Linked DNA regions of Mus musculus: region 2 is linked to region 1. Evidence: chromatin contacts called from public Hi-C data. All regions are on one chromosome and are shown on one strand. Each heading gives the region's core, a stretch centred on a gene start, on an enhancer-like site or on the middle of the called end of the contact. The rest is flanking DNA. Distances are from core to core; before and after follow the strand shown. Region 1 overlaps Magi2 (membrane associated guanylate kinase, WW and PDZ domain containing 2). Region 2 overlaps Magi2 (membrane associated guanylate kinase, WW and PDZ domain containing 2).

What was found. A called contact is a pair of places that touch in the nucleus more often than the background predicts.
Region 2: a Hi-C map of cortical neurons shows a contact between it and region 1. The contact joins two enhancer-like sites. A contact is called at or near these places in 6 of 484 Hi-C or Micro-C datasets (cerebral cortex, cortical neurons, cumulus cells and 2 more) and 1 of 9 other capture datasets (embryonic stem cells).

What each region holds. Positions count from the first base shown.
Region 1 is chr5:20,459,076-20,465,750 of GRCm38.p6, reverse strand. Magi2 (membrane associated guanylate kinase, WW and PDZ domain containing 2) reads right to left here. Exons shown (of 23, transcript NM_001170746.1): 10 at 1-175. Among named protein-coding and RNA genes, the nearest start is that of Gm52764, 80 kb to the left of the region's middle. Within about 2 kb of position 3,105, at least 16 of the 459 cell types and tissues checked have an H3K27ac peak or open chromatin away from gene starts, as enhancers often do. A contact at or near this core is called in cortical neurons, where this site is marked.
Region 2 is chr5:20,566,173-20,572,847 of GRCm38.p6, reverse strand. Magi2 (membrane associated guanylate kinase, WW and PDZ domain containing 2) reads right to left here. Exons shown (of 23, transcript NM_001170746.1): 16 at 3,494-3,742. Among named protein-coding and RNA genes, the nearest start is that of Gm52764, 27 kb to the right of the region's middle. Within about 2 kb of position 4,182, at least 32 of the 459 cell types and tissues checked have an H3K27ac peak or open chromatin away from gene starts, as enhancers often do. A contact at or near this core is called in cortical neurons, where this site is marked.

The DNA of each region.
Region 1 (6,675 bases), core at 1,856-4,355:
GCAAGGGGTGGCACCATGCTGTTAGCAGGATCTTCAGGGTCAAAGGGCAAAGGGTAGCCACGACACAACACCAAGTTGACACTCTGACCAATAGGAACAGACTGGAAAAGTTTGACAACATCTGCATGAGTGTGTCCAAGGACACAAACTTCATTAATATAGACAATGACATCACCTGCAAAGAAAAAAGGAGAGATTGACAACATGAGGTAAGTCCAATTAACATCAACATAGAGAAATGGAATTATTTATGAGAACACTGAAAGAGTTCTCTGCTTCTCAATAAACAATGAGAAATCTGTTACAGTAATACTTCAATTCTCTGTAGGTGACTCAAGGACACAAAGGTCTGCCAATGGTAGAGTGGGCAAATGCTGAATAAAGCCCTGCTTGGTTATTCTTCAAGTTTGGAAACAACCCCACACTCAGGATCAGGAAGAAAAGAAGTTAGAAGAATTTTTACTTTGAAGAAACATACATTTTGCTTTTCTTTTCTTTGTCATTTCCATTTTAGAACAACTAAGATCAAAGAAATTTCAAACTGTTGAGAAGTAATAGCCATAAATCTTGGATAAAAAAGAAAGTTCCGGTATTTGAAGGTTTGTGGAGGCACGGTGCGAAATGAGTGAGAAGGTGAAGAAGCAGGGCTTGGCGCAGTGACTGAACATGGTAAGAGTGCAGTCACCACGGATGGCAGGGACGCAGGACCCGGCCAGCCAAACAGGGAACTGCTGTGGACCCAGTCTCTTATCTTGGAAAATTATTTTAGCAGCATTTGTTCTCTTTCCCAAGTGAGTTATCACAGGCTTATAGAAGTCTACTGGTTAGAAGCAAACTTTATGAACTTAGAAATGCTATGAATACAAATTATTCATTAAAAAACATAACCATTAAAATGATTTCTCCTTTAAATGTAAATGACAAAGTTGTTTGAGATAATTGTTTTAAGGTTTCTTAAATTGTACATGAATAACAACTTTATTTTTGGAGACTGGTTCTATCATGGGTGGGTATTTTTATCTTCATGAACCATAATACTTGAAAATTAAACTTGAAAATTAAAATTGTGACTGATGATGCTGAGGAGTATATCAGGAAGGAAAGCTATGCTCTTGTAGACTGTCAGAGGGCAACTCAATAGACATCTATTTACTGATGGAGTTTTGAACTGTGTAGTACAAATGGCCAGGGATTTCTCTCTGAGATATCCTCATCCATCAAGACAACAAACACCAAAAAATTTAAAAAACTAAATACGTTTTTAGGTGTATATATATATATATATATCCAATGTACTTATAAATGAGTAGTTCTAGTAGTAAAAATTCCTAAGAAAAATGCCCTCAACATCGTTGGTTTGATTAACAGCCATTTTTCCTAAATGTGAGGCAACCAGAATTCTAAAGAAATAAGTAGATAGGTTGAAAGGCTCAACAGATATTGTCAAAAGACCCAGGTAGGCTTGCTTTTAGAAAGTTCTGTAGCCTATGTGAGTAAAGGATGACAATTCCTTTCCACAATGTCAGAAAGGATGCTGAAGCATTGAACCCACACCTGCAGAGCTGGTGGCTCTTCCTCCTCTGCTATTAGACTTTCTTGCTTGAGTGGAGCAGCTGAGAATGCCTCTGCATCATTTTAAACTAACTTTATTCATCTCAGAGTCCTAGAAAAATGCCAGAGCCAGATAGGCTATTTTCTCTCCTCCACTCCCCACCTCCATCCTAACCTCTGGCACTGGAGGATTAAGGCCAGGAGATCCCACATACTAGATAATTGCTCTACTACTCTGTTGCATCATACCTTTAATTACAATTCCCCAGATTGCAAGGAGGACAAGTATCTTATGTAGGTTTGCTCTTGGGCACATATCATCTTCTCTTCCATCTATCCATCCATCATCCATCCATTCATCCATCATCCATCCATCCATCATCCATTCATCCATTCTATCCATCCACCCACCCATCCATCCATCATTCATTCATCCATCATCCATTCACCCATTCCATCTATCCATCCATCCACCTACCCATCATCCACCAATCATCATGTTTCATCCATCCATCATTCATCCATCCATCCACCATCCATCTATCCATCCACCATTCATCCATCTATCTATCTGTCCGTCTACCCATCCATTGTCTGTCTATCTATCTATCTATCTATCTATCTATCTATCTATCTATCTACCTACCTACCTACCTATCTTTACTCTGGACCCAACATTTTCTGTGTGTTTAGGAGACTGCATGCATGGTATAGGGTGATGACTTGGGATAGTGATGTAGAAGACTGCGTTCCAGGACTATCATTTACTAGGAATTTGATTTAGCACAAGGATATGACAGATTTCTTTTAAATGATGAAGAAATATAATACTAATTTATGATTACCTGAGACATAACTAATAACTAGACAATATAGGTGACAAGGCTTGTGACTGTACATCTTTATGAAAATATTGTTGCTACTCCTGTAGTTATTTGTCCTTGACAATATCCTTCTGAAAAACTAGGGTGGCCTAATTAAGATATTCCCACCACAGTCATAGCCAAATGATTATAGAAGTGATTGATTCTGAGTGAACAAGTAAAAGGCAGGAAGGTGACAGATGCCACTTTACTCTAAGGCTGTCACTAACTTTAATCACAGTTGACAACCCTCAGTCCCCAGGCACTTAATCTTTCTCTCTGTTCTGGTCTTCTCTAGGAAAAAGGAACTAGTTCTTTTCATGCCTAAAGAACAGTTACGTGGTAATTAATGAGAACTACTTATGGTTCTTTGCAAAACTGCCTTTAAATATGTACAAATAGTTTCTACTCCATAGTTTTTCAAATCATCAAACAAGAAACTGATGAAGAATACTGTATGATTCTCTTTACTGAGGAAAAACAAATTTCTGAAGGTAAAAGATGAGAGTTGAGTTCTTGAAAAGCTATCTAACTCCTTGACAACATTCAGTTGCCCACTCTACAAAATATATAAATGCCCAGATAATGTGTCATATCAAAAACTTCTATAGATGGTGATCTGTGATTGTGCTTGTTTAGATGGAGCGGACGAGGCAGATTATTCATAGACTGTGCTGTATGAATGTCATTGACATGTTGTGAAGCAAAATAGAAGCCACCTGGCATGTGTCACCCTACAGTGTTCCAAGCCAAGTTCTAAGATAGACTGGATTTAAGAGCACAGACAGGGGGGGCTAGCTCTAGTGCCAACCTGCTTGCCTGTTTCAGAGGGAGAGCTGTAAGGGAGTCACTTGATTTCTGAATCTGTTTCTTCCTTCATAAGCTGGAAATTAAAACATTGCTTTCATTTCTGCCTTTTCAGGTCTACTGTGAAAATGAGATCTTGCTGTGAAAACATTTTTACCAAGGAAAGATTCTCCATACAAATATAAGGATGCATTTCTTTGGAAAGCTAAGCACATCTTGCACTGATACCTTGCACTGATACCTTGATTAGATATTCATTGCACTGATACCTTGATTAGATATTCACTTACAGCCCGATTCAAGACAGGCAATTCTAGAAATATTGACTTAAGGTCAGATTGATATGACAGATGAATGTGGTGACCTCCACTGGTATGGTCTCATAATGATCTGGTATCCAATCATGGGGTTTTTATGTACAGGTAAGAGAAAGGGGGTTTAAAGCTATTGTTATATATGAAAAAATGTTCTAAAGTAATTTGGTTCTTTCTTAGTCATGGAGATAAATATATATCACTGGATATTTCCTGGACACCTCATCATTTTGGGAATAAAAGAGAACACTCTTGACGAAGCATTGTTTAAATTAGAGTTATTTTTATGCTGAGTTCCTCTACTCCCACATTCTTTGAGTCACTGTGGACTAAAGAATCTCCCTTTTCCGTGTCTCTCATGTTGGATCTGCTTTCCTTAACTACCTCTGCAGACCTGACTAGAATGATTGACTTCTTGATCAATATTCTTCTTATAGTCTATTCTACTAAGTTAAAAATACTTAACAGCCATGCCTGCCATTTTCCACCCTTTATCTACAGTCTGTTGACCTTATTTCTGTCTGATCCACCCTGCAGATCACCACTGTGGGACGTCAGTATCATTACTGCTCATAATTCCTACCTTGAAGCTCACCATGAAGTTGGAATGTCTTATCCGCTACCCTCCATTTTAATGGATATGTTTAACTCAACCTATTCATCTCTTTTCCTACCTTAAGGATATATTGTACTGTTTCCAATGAAATCTCTGTTACCATATGCTTGTGGCTGTAAACCTCAGACTTAGCTGTATCATTGGTGTTCTGCCTCTTCTAAGCTTTCTGTACAATGTGTAGAATATTATATCAGCACCATATTGGAAATTCTTTACATTGGAATGGAAAAGATATCAAAACTGGAAAAGATACCAAAACTGAACTTAGTACCTCCTCATTTGTGTTTCTAGCTTTTCTTTTAATCAAATCAGAGATTTTTTTGATAAAAGAATTATTTTCATCAACCCTGTCCATCCTACCAATTACATACACTCTATAAAACAAGTTAATTCTTCTCCTTGCCCAATACAATTTATTAAAGTGTACTTTCTTGACCTCTAGTTAATTTTAATAGTTTTAAAATATTATCATGACATAGAATTTGATTATGTTCTGTATCCATTTTCACTGTTTTATAATGATCACAAACACCTACCTAGTACATGTTAACACATCATTTTGGAGCTTGTTGACATAGATTTACTTGTCAATGTTCCCATTCACATTAAAGAAACATGTGTTCACTTCAGGAATGTAAGTACACTGTGGTTGGTTGAGCTAGAAGGCTCAGGTGGAGACTAAACATATGACCTGTGCTTGTAGCCGTGGGTAGAACACATGTCACCCATGGTTGGGCATCTCAGCACATGCTCATGTCTGTCCCCAAATGAGAAAGGCCAGGCCATAAACACTCAAGAAAGCAAACTGGTCAATGCCATTTCCCCCTATATTTCCAGATGAATTTTTAAAATGGTCCTATGTCTTTTTTTGCTCAAAAGTTTTTCCTTATACTTAAATATAATCTCTTCAGCTAAAAATTCTCTATTTCTATCCTTACAAAGACAGGAACATTATTCTTTTGAAAATAGTTTCTTAAATCCTGCAAAGTCTCTTTAAGATGAAAGTTACAAAATCAGACTTCAATCTGAGGAGAATTCCATCTTGGCAGTAGATCTTGCCATAGTTCTGTTAACTTATCTTGAAGCTAGCACTATTGTACGTGCCAATCAATTTGGGTAGAGGAATAAAAATGGGTGCCTAAGTTATGGGAGCTATAAAGGTATTATTTGACTATAAATATAAGTGACATTGCCAATTAAGATGAGGGGAAACAAAGTTTACACATTAAAATAATTTGTCTTTATGTTTTTTTTAAAAAAACTTATTGATTGTTCTCTCATACAATGCACCCAACTGCAGTTTCCCCTCATCCATTCCTCCCATTTTCCCTTCCACCTCCCCTCTCCCCCAGCTTCACTCCTTACCTCTGTCTGCCCACCCTCCCTATTCTCCCCCCCCCCCCCCCCAAGTACAGGCTTCCTGGGGATGTCAGCTGAACCCTGCAAGACAAGATACAATAGGACAAAGGACAAATCCTCACTTGAAGGTTGGGCAAGGCAACCCAGGAGGAGGAACAGGGTCCCATGGGCAATGTGTACTAAAGTCATGTGTGTCATTAATGGAAAACGTAATTGCTTGAAAGTCATGAGGTATTGATTTTTATGCAGGTATGCCAATAACTAGCAACTATTTCTGGGGTTTGGTCCTTATTTATTTTTTAATTTATTCAGCAAAGGTTTCCATGTATTTAATTGCTACCAAGAAGTTTGTTTGTTTGTTTGTTTGTTTGTTTGTTTTTTCATTGAAATTCTAAGGCAGGAGCCTTTGACTCAAGTTCTTGAATTATTCTTAAATTCCCTCCCTCTCTCCCTCCCTTATTTTCTTTTTTTTTTAAATTTTTTTATTAGATATTTTCTTTATTTACATTTCAAATGCTATCCCAAAAGTTCCCTATACCCTCCCCCTGCCCTGCTCCCCTACTCACTCACTCTCACTTCTTGGCCCTGGTGTTCCCCTATACTGGGACATATAAAGTTTGCTAGACTAAGGGGCCTCTCTTCCCAATGATGGCCGAGTAGGCCATCTTCTAATACATATGCAGCTAGAGACACAAGCTCTGGGGGTACAGATTAGTTCATATTGTTTTTCCACCTATAGGGTTGCAGACTCCTTCAGCTCTTGGGTACTTCCTTCCTTCTTGCCCCCTCCTACCTGCCCCTCCCCCTTCTCCTTTCTTCCCCTATTCCTACCTCTCCCATTACACCATCTCCATCTATTCCAGGGATCTCTCTCTGCAGGAGTCTCTAGCTGTGCTTTCTGGTGTCACAGTAATAACCAGGGATGGGGGAGGGAAGGGAAACCACGTTAGTTTATTGGATTATAGGGTCTGGTAATTGCACCTCAAGTTGACTCTGGGGAGTAGACAGGCCCTTTCCAATACTTCTTGTTTCTTCTGGTCGGGATTGTTCCAGTTCCCAGGAGATATGAGGTGTGTATAACTCTTCACACTGAGGTATCAGTGCCAGAGGCTACAAAGCTCCAGACACCATCTTGTGTTGGCTTCCTTGTGAACATGCCCCTAGC
Region 2 (6,675 bases), core at 2,933-5,432, 110 kb before region 1:
AGGAGTATAAATATGACCCTACAGATAGTGGGAGACAGGCATCGAGCATTGGTTTGGTTTTTTCTGCTTCACTATTTTTCTCTAATGACATGCATGTATTGGTTCACCTTACATAGCATTGTTGATCTCCACTAGTGGTGATGCCAGAGAGAAACTCACCAAAGAACTGCTCCTGAGGTTCCTGTGGCAGCTTGCCACTTCTGCAGCCTCACCTCAGGCTGGTTGGTGGTGAGCCTTTTGGTTTCTCCAGGATTGAACTACAGCTGTTGGTTCATGTCTGGTGTCTGCCTGCCTAGAGGACTGGTCTGTAACTGCTGAGTCGTATTTGGTGTCTGCTACAGGACTGAACTGCTGCTAAAGACGACTGAGCTCACCCTGAAAGAACGATTGCTAAACAGGTCCACCTCCTCCATATCCTAATAACTTTTCCCTTCCACTACCTCTGCTGGGTGGTAGGCAAAAGGAGAGGTTGAACCCTTATTAAAAGTAGGTTGCAAAAAAATGTATGCCTACAATGTGTGCAGACAAAATATCCATATGCATAAAATACATAAATAAATCTCTAAAAAAGAGTTGGGGCTTTTGGGGGTGTGCTCTTGAAGGGCATTTGGGGAGGGGGCTCCCTCTTTTAATTTTACTTTCCAGCTACCACAAGAACAAATTCTCTCGTCACACATTTCTGCCACAATGTCCTGCCTTACTCCAGGCCCCAGAATAATGGAACCAACCACCATGGGCTGAAACCTCTGTGAGCAGAACAAATCTCTTGGCGCGATTTTCTTAAGGTACAGTTTTGGTAATGGGAAGCTTGAGCATTTGCATGTGTACAGATATCTTTAATGTTCAGTGTAGCCCATGGCAGAGGAATGAAAACAAATGTTTTCATGTAATTAGGAAGAACGAAGCCACATGATTTCTTTAGGGTCACAAGGCTAGTTAATGACAGAGTCAGGTTTCTAATCCAAGGAGCATGATTGCAGCACCTGAGCTACTAACCTCTTGCCACTTGCTTGCCTATATGTAATGATCTGCCAATCAAATGCACAGTGACCCTTGTCTACCAATGAAACAGCTTCAGTAGCCATGGGAAACAAGCTACGCAATGAACTGTTAATGCTTTTGGTGCCGTGATAAGACATGAAAAGAAAATTTTCACAAGGCCAGTAAATGGGTAAATGACTGTGACTCCAAAGTATCTGATAGCATCACCCTACCTCAGATGCTCAGAGTCCAACAACCTTTCATATACTGACAAAGAATATGAGGCCCAGGGATGGCTCTATACCATTCACAAGGCACTTAGCAGGTTTCTCTGAAAATAGAGATCAAAAGTATTATAGAAGTTAAGTAGGAAAGAGCATCGGCTCCAGGAGCCTTTTAGGCGCATGCTGCAAATTACACACTATAACTGCAACACGCCATCAGTGTAATAGCTGCCTTTGCCACAGAGCATGGGACAATCTGTGTTTCAAAATCCTTAAATTGAAAAGAAATAGCTGTATGAAAGGAAGCAACCAGGAGGCAACGTGGACTAATAGACTACTATACATCTATGCTCAGGGGTGATGCAAAATCATACCCTTTTGAAAGTTGAGAATTGTTTTTGAGGTCACTCCCTAGGCAGAAAACCTCACTAATTGTAGCATTAGCACCAATTGTTTTCCCAGACCTACTTCTGCATAGATTTTATTTGCAATGGAGAAAGCCCAAGCATACATTTCCTTACCCATTTAGAAAGGAAGCTGTCATGCTTTAAATACAGTTGAGACCTGAAAGGCATGCTTAGCGTTTTCACAGTGGCAGTATACTTTTTATTTCTCTTCCAGTTCTCTAGGTACCCTGCCACAATGAACAACCCGAATGGCTTGACCCTGCCACAATGAACAACCCGAATGACTTGACCCTGCCACAATGAACAACCCGAATGACTTGACCCTGCCACAATGAACAACCCGAATGGCTTGAGGTAACTGCAAAATCCCCTTGTGAGCATTTCCCCAAGTTATTGGGAGGCTGTTTATATAATTCATGAAAATCTTCAGTCTTGTGTCCTTTTAATCTTGGTGAATCCATCGTACTGACAGAATCCTGCTTTGAGTTTATGCTTAAAGATCGGATTTATTTCTTCAGCTTGTCAGAAAAAGAAACATGGTACCTTTCTTTCAGACATATGTAATTTGGCCTCTGCACATATTGGCTAAGGTTTGAAACTTTGGTAGTTTTCTTTCTTGAATTTGTTAAGGCTCATGTTAAAGAGGGCAATCCTGTCCATGTATTTCTGGTAGGCTTTTGATAACATTAACTTGACCATAGAAGCTCTTACTAATTCCTGATAATATGAATTTTTTTGAACATTGCTTCCTATCTGACATAAACTGGAAACCACAATTTCTAAGAACTGTAGGAACATTCAAATAATAACGTGGTAATTATTTGAAGATGTCTACATTCAGATGAAATATATCCAAAGTATTTGGGCCAAAGCACTTGACTATGAAAACCATGACACATTTTCTTGCCCCCACTTCTGTCCTCTGATTGATGGCTGTGTACTAAGGAGGCCGTCTACAATGGTGGCTGGCTGAAGAGGAATATGACCTCTGTCACTGTGTGGTATAGACTCATGAAACATTAATACTGAAGAATCCACAGAATTGAAACCCATCTACTGTTTTCCACCTACAGCTGCTACCCCAGAGACAGACCCTAGAGCTTCTGTCTCAAGGGATTGCTTTTGAAAATGCCTCCTGACCATGTCTTATGTTTCCAGTTTTGTTTTCTCCCAACCTCCATTTAATTTTATACAGACATCTTTAAGAAAAAAAGGCATCTCATTGCTCAAAACCTTCCACAAATTTCCAAGTACTGAGAAGGCAACATGGCTGCACTCTCATACGGGGTGTGCATACCGAGCTTGCACATGGAGCCTGCACCTCCTGGCTTCCATCTACTCGAAGGGGCTGTCCACACCATTCTCTCCGGCCGACTGCAGCACAACCACCCTGGCCGCCTGCATCCTTCTTGATCCGGACCTCCTCCTCCTCTGAAGGCTTCTGCATGAACACTCTCCTGCTAGTTCCTTTCTACCTCTGGTTTATCCTCCGGAACAGCTCTCATAAGGGACATTCCCGCACCGACCCATGAAGATGGTACACACCTCCTCCCACAGCTGTATGGCCACACACCACTCTCTTTTATTTTACTCTACCTACAAATGAACTAATAGCTTTGATAGCGCTGAGTGTTTGCAGCACATGGTCTTGCATTGTTCTTGAACCTAAGTCATGATATTTGGCTAGTCGGTGTTAAGAGCGGTTTATGTTTCTTTTGCTCATAGCCTGAGATTTCTAGGCCATTCAGTATATTCATAGCTATTCTGGTCTATACTCTTCTGGTATCTCTATCATTAGAATATATATATATATATATATATATATATATATATATATATATATATCCCTCTTATCTGAACACAGACAAGCCAGTCACTTACTTATGGTGGCTCCAGACTCAGGCCTGTTCAGAGAGCTGATGATGACGAAGCCAAACCCTTCGTTTTCTTTGCGGTGAATGACCACATCACTGGTCTGCAAGCTGTGTGAGGCAAAGCCTTCAGGAGGTGAGGCATTGCTGCTGGGGGCGGCGTGGTTGCTGTTGGAGTAGGTGGCATAGTCACTGCGCGGAGAGCTGTGGTGAGTTGATACAGAGCCTGGACTCCTCCCATTCTCTGGGCAGGGCTCCCCTGAAATGCACATGAAAATGCACAGAAACTCAGTGATTTAGGAAAGGCCTTACTGAATGCTTCCCAAGGAGCAGGCATCTAGCTCCTTGATCTTCCCTCTAGGTACAGAGAGCATTTGAAGGGCTACAGATCTATGGAATCCACTAGGTCTTCATCCATTGTTAGTCTTTCCCAAAGCACAGGGAATCCCTGACTCCAACCCCCTGCATTAGCCTCCTCTGAATTTGGTACTTGCTTTTGTTTTTCTCTTATTATGGCTTCAAGTCCCAGAGACAACGACAACTTTCATATATCAGCCTCTTGGTTGCATAGTAACAGACTGAAGATGATAGGAAACCAAGCAGACAGATTCTTAAATCATCCCAGGCATATGACTCACTGGAAGTATTTATAAAGGAGCTGGGGAGATAGCTCAGTGGATGAGGGACTTGCTGTGCAGCCAAGAGGATCTAAGTTGAATCCCTAGAACCCATATAACCGCACATCTTCTCTAGGATCGGTACTGCGCACCTATGAGTCAGCGGGAGACAGACGGAGACTCCCCCGGAAGTTCTCCAGCCAGCTGGAGTGCACAAGAGTAAACAACAAAGAGAGACAAGCCCTGCCTCAAACAATGTGGAGGAGAGGACAAACCAGAGGCTGTCCTCTGCTCCTTACAAGTGTGTTCCAGAGTATGCATGCTCTTGCATCACACATAGACATTTATGTACACACACACACACACACACACACACACACACGTTAAAAAGAACAAACATAGAAAGGGCCCACCAATGGAAGTTTTTGTTTACTTCACCTCTAGTTGGTCTGGGAAAGATTTGCGTAGGAATCTAGATAACACAGGATCTAAAGATCTTTGGGAGACGCTGCTATTCTGCCAGTGCAGACAACCACCTTAGGGGATGACTGAATTTTTTTTTTAAAAGAGCTACAGTTTTGTCTTATGGTATTTTGCCAGTCTAGAAGTATTAATTCACTCCATATAGGTGAGGAATAGACTTTTTTTTTTAAGTGGCCCATTTCTTATTTTAGGTGATAGCCACATCTTACTCAATAAGGTAGTTTGAAAGAATAAACAAATCAACTGAGATTTTCACTGAAATTGGTTTGTACGGTCTGAATCAAATCCAATAATATCAGGCTGACAAACTGTGAGTGCTAAATCTCAATAGAGGTGTTGGAAGTTTTGCTCATTTGCATCCCATGTTACAAAATACACTTTATTAATTGGATGTTAATTGGATAAACCTAATCAATGCTCCCAAAATGAAGCAGGCATAATGGTGTGGCAATATGAGAGCAAGCTGGGAGCTAAGAGAAACTAGTTTGCTGTTTTACCTGCAGGTATGCACGTGCACTATGGGCACTCTCAGTGTCAATGGAGGTCAGAGGAGGGTATCAAACCCCTGGAACTGGAGTAACATTTGGTTGTGAGCTGCCATGTGAATGCTGGAAATTGAACCCATGTCCTCTGGAAGAGCAGCCAGTGCTCTTATCTGCTGAGCCGTCTCTCTAGCCCTGAGAAGCACCTGGTTTTGGTTTTAAATGACTGTTGGTCTACCATTCAGGAAGGATTTGTCATTTTAATTTAATTGCAAGGTGCCTCAGAGAGTGGAGTCACAGGAGCAGATTTGATTCTTAGAGAACTGTCGTGGGGGACAGCGCTGTTTCATTTCCTTCCTAACGTTCATCAGGGCATCAAAAAGATGTTTGTACAACAGAAGAAGAGAAAATTATGACAGTTCCCCATTTCTCGTGGGCCTGTAGATACTGACTCTTACTTAAGAGTACTGGGAACCATCTTGTGTCAAGTCATGAATGCTCAGCAGAAGTTCCTATGAAGCCTGTTAGCATCACAAGCTATAGTTTCAGCACTGCCAGAATGTGGCGTGATTGGCCGGGCTGGGGGAGCGGTGGTACTGAAACTTTGAGAGGCGTGTCTAGTGGCATCCTTTTGGTCTCTGGAGGTGTATCCTGGAAGGGGATTATGGGACATCTTTGCACACACACACCCCCTTGTCTTCCTTTGACTTTGTTCTCTAGCTGTGATGTACATGGAATTATTTTTATTTATTTATTTATTTTTTTAGTTTGTCATGGTTGTTTAATATGTGTACAGTTTTAGAAATAATATATGCCTAGCAAAATTTCAGAAAACATTTCATGTATTTGTAAAGTATTTGAATCACTTCTGTCACCTTTTAAAAGTTACCATGGACAAGTTTGATTCTGCAGTACACATACTTCTTTTGTATTTCTCACACTGGTGAATTAATTAATTAATTAATGTATATGAGTACAGTGTAGCTGCCCTCAGACAACCAGCATAGGGCATCAGATACCATTACAGATGGTTTTGAGCCACCATGTGGTTGCAGGGAATTGAACCTATCACCTCTGGAAGAGCAGTCCATGTTCTTAACTGCTGAGCCATATCTCCAGTCTCAACACTGGTGAACTGTAACACATTGTAATAAAATGCTCAACTCTATCAAATTTTAAAATATTTTCATCCCAAATTCACGTACCAAAACAAAATAGTATTTTTACTTATTCTTTCAGTAGTGATATTTAAAATTCAGTACATGGAATTATTTTATGTGCTTCTAAGAACCACTGTGTGTTGCCATGGGCCCAAGGCAAATGGGCCATTCTCTGAAATCATCACCCCAAATAAACCATTCCTCTTTATAAGCTGATTCACCTCAGGTATTTGTTATAGTAATAGGAAATAAGAAAGTCAGAGGGAAAAGGGAGACTATAGGAGATATTTTGCTACACTGATCCAGAAGAAGAATTGCATTCATTCACATATCACATTTATTCATATACAGAGACATTAGAAGTAGCATTAAGTCAACTAAAATTTTGAAGAAAATAAGTGCAAATTAAGTCACGTCATCATAAAAAGGTCTTGTAAAATTAATTGATTT